Linked DNA regions of Mus musculus: all the other regions are linked to region 5. A link is a contact called in public HiCAR-type, HiChIP or PLAC-seq and promoter capture Hi-C data. All regions are on one chromosome and are shown on one strand. Each heading gives the region's core, a stretch centred on a gene start, on an enhancer-like site or on the middle of the called end of the contact. The rest is flanking DNA. Distances are from core to core; before and after follow the strand shown. Region 1 holds the start of Akr1b10 (aldo-keto reductase family 1, member B10 (aldose reductase)). Region 2 holds the start of Ptn (pleiotrophin). Region 3 holds the start of Bpgm (2,3-bisphosphoglycerate mutase). Region 4 holds the start of Akr1b3 (aldo-keto reductase family 1, member B3 (aldose reductase)). Region 5 holds the start of Mtpn (myotrophin).

Region 1 (2,700 bases), core at 39-2,538, 1.2 Mb after region 5:
GGATGGCCTTGTCGGGCATCAATGGAAAGAGAAGCCCTTGGTCCTGTGAAAGCTTGATGCCCCAGTGTAGGGGAATTCGAGGGTGGGGAGGTGGGAGTAGGTGGGTAGGTGAGGGAAGAAGCAGGGGGAGGGGGGATGGGATAGGGGGATTCTGGAGGGGGGACCAGGAAAGGGGATAACATTTGAAATTTAAATAAAAAATAAATCTAATTTTTAAAAGATCATAAAACAGCAACAGCTGCGCCATCACTGGGACAAGGAATTGCTTCCAGCCACTCAGAGGCACTGAGGTCCAGGCTGAAAGCCCCGCCCCCCTGCACGCGCACTGCTGGCAGCACGGGCTACTCATCCTGAGCCCAACTCCTTTACAGTCTGCGTCTGCTGTTGAAATTCTGAAAGTTCATCTCTGTGAAGTTTTCCATGTGAGTTGATTCCCTGGAGATCTGCAAGTGATTAGTTATTGTTTTGATGGATGTGTAATTTCTGGCTTGGTCCAAAACCGTTTCACTAAGCATTGAGATGAGCCTCGGAGAAACTTGCCAGGTGAGTTGAACACAGCCAGGGTGGGACCTGAGCTGACTCTCGCTCAGTCTCTCTGCCACCCTGATCCTGCTCGGGCTTTAACATGTGGGAACTAGTGGGGTCTTTGGAAAGTGAACGTGCCTGGGCTGGGGTCTGAGACTGGGCTTTCACAGGCTCCCAGACTACTCTGAAGTAGGTAATGGGGTCCTTCAGCATGGGTAGCAAGGGCAGCTGGGTCATTTGGAGCTCAGCGTTCTCGTTCTAAATAATTCAACCAGAAATAAATACACAGCCAAAACTTGTAAACTGTGAAGTAATTCTGAGGAAAAGCTTGCGACGAGAATAACTGCCTGGAGATGATGGTTTGCTGTACTTTGTAAAAATCCAGGAACAGCTGGGATCCCGACACTTGTTAGGGAAGTTAGACGCCAGCTCTGAGGCCTGAAGCAGCACAAAAACTGAAAGCAACTTGGGTCAAGGCTGTAGAGTTCCAGCCTTACCCGACCCCAACCCCCACCCGGCAGGCAAATGCTATGCAAAGAGGAAGACGTGCCAAGACCTGTCCCCACTTGAAAAAAGCAGCTGCCCAAAAACTGCGCACTCACCTTCCAGGTGCCCAGGCCCACAATGGGCATCTTGGCTCCGGTAAGGAGCGTCACGAAGGCGGCCATGGTTGCTGCAGAAACGGTTCAAAGGGAACAGACGGGAGCCTTTGCCTAAATTAGGAGTCTGGCAACTGGTTCCGTGTCCTTGAGGAGACAGGCTCTTCTTCCTACTGGCTAGCAGCCACAGCCTGGGGGCGGGCACTGGCACAGGAAGTGCATTTCGGTTTTTCGTAGGGTTGACCAGCAGTAAACACTGCAGAATACTAAGTTTCCCTGCTGCAGAGTGCAAGGCTCCCGCAGCAGTGCCCGCACAGGTGTGTGGACAAAAATAACAGGCAGTGAAAGATGAATGCATAAGTTTATTTAAGGAAGGTCATTGCTTCGAGAGTGCACATACTCTAGGGGTCCAACAAGTTTTCAGCTAGGGAAAAAAAATTCAAGGCAAACAAGGAGGCATATAGCAATCATTCTGATATCGATTAGTACTGATAACCCACTACTGTCAGACTAGCCACATCAATTATTTCTGAAACCACTATTTCACTAGCTACAATATTGATAACAAGAGATATCGGTGGGAAATCAATTGACGGATGTCCTTGCAGAATTTTTTTTCAATTTTTATTATTTATTTACATTCCCGTCCCCCCTTTTGTCCCCCCTCCCAAAATTTTTCATCCCATTCCTCCTCCCCCTTGCCTCCGAGAGGGTGCCCCCGCAGACCTCCCCCTCCCCTGGGGCTTCAAGCCTCTCAAGGATTAGGCACATCTTCTCCAACTGAGGCCAGACCAAGCAGACCTCTGCTGTATTTTTGCCAGGGGCCTCCGACCAACCCGTGTATGCTCCTAGTTGGTGGCTCAGTCTCTGGGAGCTCCCTGGAATCCGGATAAACTGAGACTGCTGGTCTTCCTATGGGGTCACTCTTCCCTTCAGCTTCTTCAGTCCTTCCCCTAACTCAACCATAGGGGTCCCAGACCTCAGTCCAACGGTTGGGTGTATCCGCCTCTGTCTCTGTCAGCTGCTGGTAGGGCCTCTCAGAGGACAGTCATACAGGCTCCTGTCTGTAAGGACAACACAGCATCAGCAATAGTATCAGACCTTAGCGCCCTCCCATGAGATGGATCCCAAGTTGGGCCAGTCACTCTTTTTAATGTATGAATTTGAAAAGCAGTAATGTGAGGCTGGACCAAAGAAGAAAGAATCATAATCTCAACTTCCTTAACACAAAAGTAAACACAGAGTAACATTATGTGCGGTTATAGTAGCCTCTGTGTCAGGCGTGGCTGTGTGAGTGTGTAATTTCATCTGTGTTCACACAATTGCTGTAAGATCATGGGAGTAAATTGGTCTAGAAGTAGAGATTACCTATTAGTCATTTCGACATGATCTTTTACTACTAAAATTCTCCTTCTCCTCCTCCCTCCTCACCCCTCCCCCTTGCTCCCCACCCTCCTGTTCTTCCCTCATTCCTACTTCCCCCTCCCCTCCTCCTCCTCCTCCTCCTCCCCCCTCACCTGCTTCCCTCCTCCCCTCCCTTCTTTTCTTTCTTTTTGTTTTCAAAGATTTATTTATT
Region 2 (2,700 bases), core at 19-2,518, 1.3 Mb before region 5:
TTCAAACAGGGATGTGCATAGCCTGGGAGTTGGTCTTGAGGAAGGCATGTGCAATTTGTGTGTGGAAAGGTGGTTTAGCAGAAGAGACTGTAAAGAATACAGATCAGGTGTAAATGTGAATTTCTGTCCATTTTTTCGTTGGAGGGCGGGGTGGGGGGAGGGGCAGAAACGAAGATTAGTGGACTAAAAGCTCTACTCCTGCAGGGTCACCTTTGTCCCTCGATTACTCTTGGACATTGGTACAGGTAACAGCCAATAGAAGACTCCTAGTCCTTAAAACCACTTGCCATAACCAATGGCTGTAATTTTAGGAAAGGAGTGGTCTTAAGATGTGAGGGCTTAAAACACCCTACGGAATCCATAGGATCTGTAAGTTGAGTTGAAGAGATGTATCTTTGGTGAGAAATTGGAGCCAGTTTTATAATTTGACCGTGTTTGGGCAAATTGGGGTTTTACTCCATCTTTTCTGGTCAGTTTCTATGTGTGACTCAAAACTGTCACTTTGCTCTCCTTGGTTAAAGGAGAGGAAGGTCTCAGGAAGCCAGGAAGCCCACTCTAATTCTTACAAACCCCAGAGCTTGAGCCACACTGATTACCCCCCTGTGTTCTTTGCCAAGAGCATGCCACAAAATATGTGACCCGAAGGCATCGAAGAAGCCAAGAATGGAAAAATTCCCTAAAGGAAAGTGACATTTAATTGGGAAATTTCAGAGATCTGTCACTCCTAGTGACAACCCAGAAAAAACTGCTTTGCAGCTTTGTGACTGGAGGTGAGCTGCAACTGTCAGCTGAAGTTAGCAGGGACTCCCTGCAGGGAGGCCTTTAGGGGCGGAGAGCAAGGGACAGCTGCCTTTGCACATGGCTCCCCCAATCTCGAATAGAATATCGTGTGTGTGTGTGTGTGTGTGTGTGTGTGTGTGTGTGTGTGTGTGTGTGTGTGTGTGTTTAAAGCTGTACCAAAACTGTAGTTTAAAATGCTGTCAATTTTCCAATTAAGATATCCAGCTTGATAAGCCGAGCTATGGACCCATGGGAGGGGGAGAAAAACATGGTTCTTGGGAGTTTGTACAAAAAATATGGTGCTGGGTGGGTGCTAAGAACAAACGGTCTTATAACCCATGGTCTTTCTACACAGATCCGTTTGGGGAAAGACTGCCCCCAGAGTAGCCTGCTTTTCATAAGCTTCCCAATCAGATTTCGGGGGCAAAGCACTCCCCTCCTCCCTCGCACAGCCTGCTTCTTCTCTCTGCCCTCTCTCGTCCCTCCCATTCTCTATTTCCCTCCCCGGCAGGGTGTAGTTGAGTGAAGGCAGGATCAGGTTCCCCGCCTACCCGTCCAAATATCCCGCCAAGGAAGCCCCAGAGCACAAGAAAACCCAAAGTGGAGAGAGGGGAAGAAAGAAAGCACTGAGTCATCCATCCAGAAGGGGGGAGAGCAGAGCGCAGCCGCCCAGGCAGGAGCATCAGCCAGCGATACCTGGAGTCTGCAGAAACCTCGCCCGCACTTTGCAACAAAGGCAGCCAGCTAGTCAGCGAGGACCTCTGCAAGCCAAAGTAAGTGCAAGATACCCTGTGGTTTTCTCCAAAGGGTCTCTGGTGCAGTGTGCCTACCCCCCAAAGCCACTTTTCTGGTAGCCTGCAGTACGTGGAGGGGGTTGGAGCAGGAGAGAGGCTGCCTGGAGTCCGCTAAATAGGACTGCTTTTAAAAACGGACTTGCTCCAGAAGGCAAAACAGCCGAAAGGAAATTTTGGGGGGAATGAGCTAAGTAACCTAGCATGTGCTTGGATGGGAAGAAGGAAAGCAGCTTTTGGGCTGTGGAGAGTGCATGGGGACCGAATTCCTGCTACCTGCCAGAGCATGCAAAGCGCGGGAGAGGGCACATTTGTGCTCTTTGTAAAACCTGGAGCTTTGGTGGGTGTGTCTGGCCCAGTAGGCATGAGAGAGAAGAAAGGGTGTATCAGTAGACAGGTCTCATTTCCTACCTCCACTTCTCAGGTTGCCCTAGAGCTTGCCAACTGCCAATTGCTGCCCGCTCTAGGTGTGGTACATGCCTGGCAGCCTGCCCCTCCTGTGTCTGCTGATGGAGAAACATCTCCGCCAGAGCAGCCTGCACTCCCTAGCCTGCCCACGAGCCCAGAAACGCTTCTAGAAACAGTTCAGTCCAAAGTTTCAAAGGCACACTTTGGAGTCTACCTTTGCTTGGTTGGGATGCCAACTGGCATAGAAGCACTTACGTTTTCAGTTGTATCCAAATAAGCCAGGGTTGTGGTAAAGACGAGTTTGGCAGACACCCGGAATTTCTGAGGTGATATTCCAGTTGTTTCCATAATATATTTTGAGAAGAAAAGTCACTTCTTTTGTGCATAAAACATAACCTTTCCTCTCTTCTAAAATATGTGTGTGTGCATGCGCACACACACATGCACACACACACGCACACACACACACACACACACACACTTCTATGGGATCTGATGTGGCATATAAATACAAGAGCACACATGTAACTCACATACAGATTGCTAACTAGTTCTTGTCTCCTTAGTAATAAGGACTTTGGAGCTGTAGGAGCAGAGCGAGACTTCAGAAGTAGAGTGGGTGCCTCACAGAAGGAATGCACACTTCAGGGGAGAACAAAGTAACAGAGTTCTAGTGGGTCAGCATCTTTCCTCTTGAAACTACCAGGCATAGTTTAAAAAG
Region 3 (2,700 bases), core at 195-2,694, 1.1 Mb after region 5:
TTTATTTGCTATAGACTTCATACAGAGGTCAATACAGTGAGAGTTTCCTTGTAGACATGATAGTGAAAAATTGTCTAATTATCTTTAATTTTACATAGCCTTTAATAAAGGCATGGGCCTTAGAAATGTAACTTCTGCCTTTTTAAACGATGTGGAAACTGGGCTGGAGAGATGGCTCAGTGGTCAGGAGCACTGGCTGCTCTTCCAGAGGAACTGGGTTCCCTTCCTAGCACCTGCAGGGGGGCTCATAGACATTTGCTCCAGTTCCGGGGGGGGGGGGGTGGTCCATGGACACTAGGCGTACACAGAGTACACATACATACATTCAGGCAAAAAAATCATACACATAAAACAGTCTTGAAAAAAATGTGAAAATTGGGCTGGAGAGATGGCTCAGAGGTTAGGAACACTGCCGGTTCTTCCAGAGGTCCTGAGTTAAATTCCCAGCAACCACATGGTGGCTCACAACCATCTGTAAAGTGATCAGATGTCCTCTTCTGGTGTGTCTGAATACAGCTACAATGTACTTATATACATAAAATAAACAATTCTTTTAAAAAAATGTGAAAATTCAGTTTTACAGACAAACTAACACGACTTTTATTATAGAAACGTTTGTACCTGCTGCTGAAATGTAACCATTTACTTTTTATTTCCTCCCGAAGGCGTCGGAATTCTGTTAGTTAATATTCTAGAACCATTTCCCCCATTCACGGGCTATAAACCCTTCCTAATTTGGGGGGGGGGGCTCCATCCTGCAAAGTCTAATAATAAACTTCATTACAATTTTGCATTTCTTTTGACTTACTGTAGTGAAATACTTGCTCCTACCCCTTAGCACAAAAAGAAATGACACTTTTTGGCCATGATAGTGGTGGTCGGGCGTGCACGCGTGTGTGCTGGGGAGGGGGTAGTGTTCCCCTGAACCCGGAATATGGTTCCTGAGACTCCTGAATATGCAACAACCTCTTTGCCTTCCATGATATTTCCCCCCTTAACTTACACTTTTAGGATCAAGGTCTGCCTTCGCCCTACACCTGCTTCCTTCCAGTGAATCCACTGGCTAAGACAAGTAGCCACACCTGAGCTATCCAGGAGGTAGAGTTTAACTTTGCTAAGCCACCATCACTACAGCTCTGGGTTCACACACCATCACTCCAGCCGACAGAACTCACTGTTCCTGAGAGATGCTCGCTGAGAAAGGGCCAGCTGAGAGCTGGGGTACTCGGGAGGGTCTCGCTTGAAGCGGGCATCAGGTTCCCACCAGATACTAAAGCCGGGCAAGGTAGCAACCGGCCTTCTCACGATAGAACAGCAAGCCACTCATGAAAGAAAAGAAATCCTCACAACTGTAACAATTACAACGAAGCCACTCACCTGCAAGGAAACTACCAGTAGCAGCCGGTCCTCGGTAACGCCGTGCTGCAGACGCCAGTGAGGATTCATCGCTACAGCCGGCATCAACGCTCTTTTGTAGCCTAGAAGCCAAAATGGTCAGAACCGATAGCGCTGGGTATTGGAAGACAGAGTTGTCACTCATTCACGGCCCCGCCCTCTGGCCAGCGACCAGCCGGAGGTTCTTTCCGGTTTCTCAAGTCCCTGGGGTAAGAAGGGAAGCTATGATTGGTTTAATGAGGAAACAGACGCACGGATAGACCAATAAGATGGTAGTTTCGGACATAGGCAGGCGGGCTTTAGTCGTAGAGACCCAAACCCCTGAGCATCGCCGGGGCAATGTTTGTGGGCTGCTAGCTTTGCCGTCCAGAGACCTGTTTGAAGTTCTCGAAATTGAAACACACCTGCTGTGAAAAGCGGGTCAGCAGATGAAGGGATACTTCTTCTAGTTAACGGAAAATTTCAGGTCCTACCTAGGCTGAACCCGGTAGATCCTCACGAAAGCTTGTTTGGCACGCCTGTGCGTCGAAAACAGAGATTAAAATGAAAACCTTTAAAGTGTCCTATTTACAGATAGTCGCTCATTCTTACTTTCTCCTAACATTATGAAGAGAAGAGAAGCGAATAATAGGATATCCTAAAAGTACAAGAAGGGCGAAGAGGTTAGAAAAGTAGAAAATGGTACACTACAGTTTCTGAAATTAAACCTATGAAAATGCCAGCTTGTCACTCGGGTCTGGTACCAGAGCTGGAAGCTACTAAGCAGGCTTGAACTACCACACAAGGTCTGAAACGTGTGTCAAAACGTGAATGAGAAAGATAAGAAATGTTATGTGTGCCTGAGCAGACGGGAAAATTCCCCTTCTTGGTTTCTGAAAGCTGTTCCACTTAGTGTCTTCTGAACTCACCTAGTTAATTCTATAAACAAGTCCAATAAGTTTGTGACCAGCTAATGGGTGCTCAGATCAGTTATTTAGGATGAAAATCTTGACACACCATGAACTGGTGTCATGATGGCCTGCTTGTAGCAAGCTGTATGTCCCATTTATGCATTTTAGCTCATGATAGTTGCAGCTACCCCTTTCTGAGAGAGCGTCTCTCAAGGACAGTGAGTTCTGTCGGCTGGAGTGATGGTGTGTGAACCCAGTGCTGTAGTGATGGTGGCTTAGCAAAGTTAAACTCTACCTCCTGGATGGCTCAGGTGTGGCTACTTGTCTTAGCCAGTGGATTCTCAGGTCAGAACAGCTGGAGAAGGAATCTGCCCAATCGTACACACCTGCCAACCTGTTCTTCCTCTTCTTCATG
Region 4 (2,700 bases), core at 112-2,611, 1.2 Mb after region 5:
GAGATGTGAGCTGCCACACAGAGCAAGAGCATCACTTCACAAGACATCAATCAGCTCTTTGTGTTTGGACCCAGGAGGTTCAAAAGGCAGAGAAGTCTCTATGCCAAGAGGGATTTCACAGAGGACAAGTGGTGGGCGTCAGGTCACCTGTTATCTTACACAAACCAAATCCCCAGAACTAGACTCAAATTCAAATACTATTAATTAGAGAAAAAGTACACCAGAATTTCCACATGCCACCAGTTGTGGGGATTGGTTTTGTTAATAAAACTCAAGTGGAAAATATCTGTTCTTTATAAATTTTCCCTGGGGTGGGAGTGGAGAAGTGCCACTTTTTAAGAGGGCACCGACTGGAAAATCACCAGAATGGGATTTAGAGAGGTGGGGTTCCTGACTCATTACCTTGCAGATGCAGTTGTCCCTGTTGCGTAATCAGGGGGCAACTGGAGCATGACCCAGCAGAAGGAGACTGGAATGAAACAGACCATCACTCAGAGGGGTGTTGGACGAGTGCCAAAATTGCCGTCATAGTTCTTGGGGCAACTCAGATTATTTTAGGAAAAGTCTTTTGTTTTTCTACCTAATACAACTGATTTATTTCGTACCCCCTAACATGGAATCATTGCTGTATGAGAATGGACTTTTCCTACTATGGGATTGTTCACTTTTTTGTTCTCTGACTTTTCACTTTTCCTCCAGAGTTTAGCCAACTTATTATACTGGAACCTTCCGCTTAAGAGTCTTACTTTCCAAAATCACTTATGTGTGATCCAGAGATGAAACTTATGGGAGATCATAGCTTAACGGTTATGGATTTTTGCATCAAGTCTTGTTGAACCAGACTAAACATGTTCAGACACCGGTAGTGGTAGAAAGGTACTACAAACGGGTATTTCGTAGTTCTCTGCAAAACCGGTTGCAATCATTTTAATAGCGGGGATGGGAGTGCTTAAGTACACCTGAAATTTAACTTTTAATCTAAGGGGGGGGGGGAACGCTCTTAAATACACCTGACGCCTATCTGCTCCATCAGATTCAAAGCAAGATGTGTAAGATTCCAGAAGAGTGTCATTCTGAGATTAGAAAAGACACAGACGTCTTCTTCTGGGCTCGAAAACGAAACCAAAACTTCTCCCCAGTCTCCTTATCTCTAGTCTGCTGGTTATTTTCAGAGCTTTCCGTCTGGTGCTACAACAGCGGGCAAACACTGCCACGTGGGGCGCAAGCAGAGCAGCTGGAGAATTCCGTGCCGCTAGGACCTAGGGAAAGAAGCATCCTCGCCGACCCCTTCAGAACCGCGGCATCGACCAATCAGAAGGATCCGTCTCTCAGCCGTGCAACCAATGGCAGGCGTTCTTTCTACAGGCCGTTGGGGCTATTTAAAGGTGCGCGCCCGAGCCAGCGCTGCACATTTGCCGGTCCGGGTTTGTAACGTGCAGCGATCATGGCCAGCCATCTGGAACTCAACAACGGCACCAAGATGCCCACCCTGGGCCTGGGCACCTGGAAGGTAGGCATGCATCAGGGTGCGACCCGCCGCCCGCTGGGTGACCCTGAGCGGCCTGCGCGGAGCGGGGCTCGCGTGGCGGGGCCTGTGAGCGTATCTGGCTGCGGCCCGGCGTGTGGGGCTTCGGGCGAGCAGCGCTCGAGTCCGCGTGGGCGCCCCAGGTGGAGACACACCCACGGTGACCCGGGTGAGAGGGATTGAAGCAGAGCCCTAGATTTGTCATCTGGCACCTGTGGCGCCCCAGCCTCACGAGTGAATTGACCTCACTTGGCGCAGATGTTGCCCTCTCGGGAATGAGCCACTTGGGCCAATGGGCCTGAGATAATTAAATTAGCAGGCGAGAGCTTGCCAGGAACCAGCTTGTTTCTCTGTCCTCTAAGTCTCTGAGTGCAGTTCTTAATGGGTGCGGAACTCCTGGAGAATTAATCTGACTTCCGCGTTGCTGGGTGCCACCCACTAATAAGAAGACTTCAGGCGAGATATCCCCAAAACCTCAACACAACACAGCAGAGTTGAGAAGAGGGCCAGATACATCATAGTGAAATACAAAAAGAAAGAACCGATATTTAAAAACCAAAAATTATAACTGATTTGATTATTTGGCAACTAAGGAACCAATTTTTGGTGTTATTGCTGAAGCAGAAAAACCTAGCTCTTAAGCTACTTGCAGGGTAGTTGTATTATATATTATAGACCGATGCTGTGACCTCGATCTTTAAGAACCTTGAGTATGGTGGACCTGGGCACTTAGACACAGTGAAGGTAAGAGAAAATCAGGTAGGGTTGAATTTAAATGGTTTGAAACCAGACAGAGTCTGTTTCTACCCAAACTACAGTTAAAACAACGGGTAATGCAAATGGAGAATAAGAAACAGGTCATAGACTTGTCTTTCTCAGAACGTGTATCTAAGCCAGTAGATTAGCAAGTGCGGCTTTTGTTTCCTTACAGAGGGTCCTTGGTGACTGCAAAGGTATGATTGAATTACAACCGTGATACCAGGTTGAATTCGGTGTGGTGGAATGATAAGAAAGACGGTTTCCCTGCCATAGCAAACACAGCTACTGGACACAGCACACACAGGCACATGTAACTACAGTAGTTTTATAATACATGACCCAAATTATGGGTAGGATGATGATACTTTAATTCTGTCCCATTTCTCCAAAAACCAAGCTCATCGCTTTAGAAAAAT
Region 5 (2,700 bases), core at 125-2,624:
ATGATGCTACGCATGTTTGTTAGCGGTCATTTGTTGGTCAGGAAAAGCTCCTAGTTTTTAATTGCCATCACACACTTAAGTATTTTCCACCATAGAAAGTAAATGTACATAATTCACGTTGTTGAGTTGGCAAGATGGCTCAACCAGGAAAGATGCTTGTGACAAAGCCCGATGGTGACCTAAATTCAGTCACTAGGACCTACATAAGAGTACTCTCCCACAAGTTGTCCTCTGAGTTTACACGTATGCACACTCATGCCCACATCAGTGCATCTGTACACAAGCACGTACGTATGCAATTAAAAAGAAATAAACCTACTGACACCGTTGTCTCAACTACGTGTTGAAGATTTCCTTCTGAGAAAAAAAAAGTTTTATTCTTTCCTTTTTATTTCCTTCTGGTGGATGTCCCAAAGAAACTGCATGGTTGAGGAAAGGGAGAAGAAAGGCCAAGAGTGGTAGTGGGAGAGAGAGGAGAAAAGACCAAGGGAGAGAGCCCCACCCAGCCACTGATGTATGAGAATAGGAATAGAGTTTGATGCCTAAAGGTAAAACAAACCAGTAGGTCCCACACGTATGCACTCAACAGGAAGCGCTAAGTGGGTTCAGAGAGCTCAACACAAGACCCGAGCACTGCTGCAGAGATGGCTCAGAGGTTAAGAGCACTGGCTGCTCTCGCAGAGGAGCCCGGCTTGGTTCCCAGCATGGCCCATATGAAGGCTCACCGCTGTCTGTATCTCTAGCTCTCTCAGATTTTATGCTTCCTCTTGCCTCTTCGGGCACTCGCACACATTGGTTCACATAAATGTATATATTCTGTCAAAACTATCATACACGTAAATGAAAATTTGGTTTTTGGTTTTTTGTTTTTGGTTTTGTTTTAAGAAGAGAGGTCACATAAAGTTGTGAAGGAAAAGTAGTGGTGAAGTGGAGAAGGGATTCAGGAATGAATTTGTTCAAAACATACTATATGCATAGATGAAAGTCTCAATAAAAATGTTTTGAGAGTGGGTTGGTTTTTTGTTTTTCCTCTTTTACTAGTTTAAAGTGGGATAGTAAGAGAGAGAGAATCTAAACACATTATTATTATTATTATTATTATTATTATTATTATTATTATTATTAGTTATTTTTAGAATTATTAGAAAGTGAGCCCTGGAAACTAACGTTCCCCTCTGTCGTGGAACTGGAGTGTCCTACTCCCATCCAACACCTCCCCAGGTTCAGCCCCTGATTTTCCTGACCTCCAGGAACATTCTACTCAGCCTCACGGCCCCGCCCATTGGAACCACGCCTCTACTCTGCCTTGGCCGGCCAGGATAATGCGCCTGCGCAAAAGTGGCTCTCCTGAGGTAAGCAGTCGGGGCGGGGTCCCGAGCAGAGCTTTCTGGAGAGAGGAAGAGGAAGAGGAAGTGGGAGGCGGGCCCTAGCGGGGCGTGAACCGGAAGTGTAAGCGTCCTGCTTCTCCTCAGCTAGGCGGAACCTGCTCTGCTGGGCCCAACGGCTGCAGAAGAACTTTCTCCCGCCCGAACCGTAGCCGCGACCCGCAGTCTCGCCCGCTCAGCGGCCTGAGGCGCGTCGCTTTCTCGTGTCCCCTCGTCGGGCCTAATCGCCGCTCCTGCCCGGCCCGCCGGCCCACCCCGCTGCAGTCATGTGCGACAAGGAGTTCATGTGGGCCCTGAAAAACGGAGACTTGGATGAGGTGAAGGACTATGTGGCTAAGGTGAGCGGGGATGCGCGGCGCTGATGCTGCGCTGCGGCGGGGTGGGTGGTCGTGAAGCCCAGGGCGTGGGGGACACCGGGAGCTGGGCCAGCTTGGGAGACTCGTGGACGCCGCAGGGCCTGGATCTGGGTGGCTCCTCGGTGCCAGGTAACCGCTGTGTTGTTGCTAAGGCGGCTGTGGCCTGTCCCAGCCCCGCAGGTAACGGGCGCCTGGTTGTCTCCCTCGATCGGCACGGGCCGGCCCTCTAATACCCCGGGTACTGCAATCTTTGAATGAGGCATTTCTCCATCTTGGCCTCGCACCGGGTTCCTGAGAAGGAAACCCGAGCAGTTCGAATCGGGAACGATTTCCTGAACGTGCGGCCTGGTGGAGATGGGGAGGATTCAGAGGATCCGTCACCCGTGAAATGAGCTGCCCCAAAATAGCCATAGTTAAATTTCTGAAACTTGGTGTCACTTCGCTCTGAAAGTCTTTAACTTGGGTGTGGCCTTTTTCCTCTCCACCACCACCACATAATATGTGTATGTGTGTGTATCGTTTGCTTCGAGTGGTAAGGTTGCCATTTGGCATCTGGGGTGTTGGGAAATCGGAGTAGTTTTCAAAAAGCCTTTTAACTTGGGGTACTCCATTATTTCATCTGAAGTCCGCGCGCGTGTGTAGTAAATAGTACTGCAGTCTGATCACGCTATGTTTGGGATATGGTTAAGAAACCCAAATTCAAAACCATACTTGGAGGTACTTGGAAAGTTCTGACCTGGCCTGCCTTTGGGTCTTAAATTGCTCCTTTTGTAATTGTAAGGAGAACTTCTATAGTTTTATTATTATTATTATTATTATTATTATTATTTTCCGAAAGTAGAATTTTGTGACAACTGTGAACATCTTGGTCCTCTTCAAAAAGTGTGAGCCTGCGGTCAAGATTTTAAATCTTAAAAGGTGTGAGCGGTGGCATCCTGCCTCACAGGACTTGTTTTAGG

The links. Promoter capture Hi-C pulls out the DNA fragments that hold promoters and counts their contacts. HiCAR-type assays count read pairs that join an accessible place to other places. HiChIP or PLAC-seq counts read pairs in DNA pulled down with a chosen protein or histone mark.
Region 1: a contact with region 5 is called in a promoter capture Hi-C map of pre-B cells, with 2.5 times the contacts expected there. The contact joins the promoter of Akr1b10 here to the promoter of Mtpn in region 5. A contact is called at or near these places in 1 of 39 promoter capture datasets (pre-B cells), 1 of 484 Hi-C or Micro-C datasets (B cells), 1 of 115 datasets of contacts at active chromatin or transcription factors (pancreatic cancer cells) and 1 of 9 other capture datasets (adipose tissue).
Region 2: a HiCAR-type map of astrocytes shows a contact between it and region 5, with 3 times the contacts expected there. The contact joins the promoter of Ptn here to the promoter of Mtpn in region 5. A contact is called at or near these places in 1 of 39 promoter capture datasets (hippocampal neurons) and 5 of 115 datasets of contacts at active chromatin or transcription factors (the NIH/3T3 cell line, astrocytes, embryonic forebrain and 2 more).
Region 3: a promoter capture Hi-C map of pre-B cells shows a contact between it and region 5, with 4 times the contacts expected there. The contact joins the promoter of Bpgm here to the promoter of Mtpn in region 5. A contact is called at or near these places in 5 of 39 promoter capture datasets (the 3T3-L1 cell line, the C10 cell line, the HPC-7 cell line and 2 more), 4 of 484 Hi-C or Micro-C datasets (CD4 T cells, CD8 central memory T cells and pre-B cells) and 2 of 9 other capture datasets (adipose tissue and liver).
Region 4: an H3K27ac HiChIP or PLAC-seq map of thymic regulatory T cells shows a contact between it and region 5, with 8 times the contacts expected there. The contact joins the promoter of Akr1b3 here to the promoter of Mtpn in region 5. A contact is called at or near these places in 2 of 39 promoter capture datasets (the C10 cell line and pre-B cells), 2 of 484 Hi-C or Micro-C datasets (both in CD4 T cells) and 1 of 115 datasets of contacts at active chromatin or transcription factors (thymic regulatory T cells).

The regions. Positions count from the first base shown.
Region 1 is chr6:34,382,835-34,385,534 of GRCm38.p6, reverse strand. It overlaps Akr1b10 (aldo-keto reductase family 1, member B10 (aldose reductase)), which reads right to left and starts at 1,288. Exons shown (of 10, transcript NM_172398.3): 1 at 1,128-1,288. The coding sequence starts at 1,193.
Region 2 is chr6:36,808,747-36,811,446 of GRCm38.p6, reverse strand. It overlaps Ptn (pleiotrophin), which reads left to right and starts at 1,268. Exons shown (of 5, transcript NM_008973.3): 1 at 1,268-1,553.
Region 3 is chr6:34,475,100-34,477,799 of GRCm38.p6, reverse strand. It overlaps Bpgm (2,3-bisphosphoglycerate mutase), which reads right to left and starts at 1,444. Exons shown (of 3, transcript NM_007563.5): 1 at 1,378-1,444.
Region 4 is chr6:34,316,150-34,318,849 of GRCm38.p6, reverse strand. It overlaps Akr1b3 (aldo-keto reductase family 1, member B3 (aldose reductase)), which reads left to right and starts at 1,361. Exons shown (of 10, transcript NM_009658.3): 1 at 1,361-1,510. The coding sequence starts at 1,445.
Region 5 is chr6:35,538,562-35,541,261 of GRCm38.p6, reverse strand. It overlaps Mtpn (myotrophin), which reads left to right and starts at 1,374. Exons shown (of 4, transcript NM_008098.4): 1 at 1,374-1,723. The coding sequence starts at 1,652.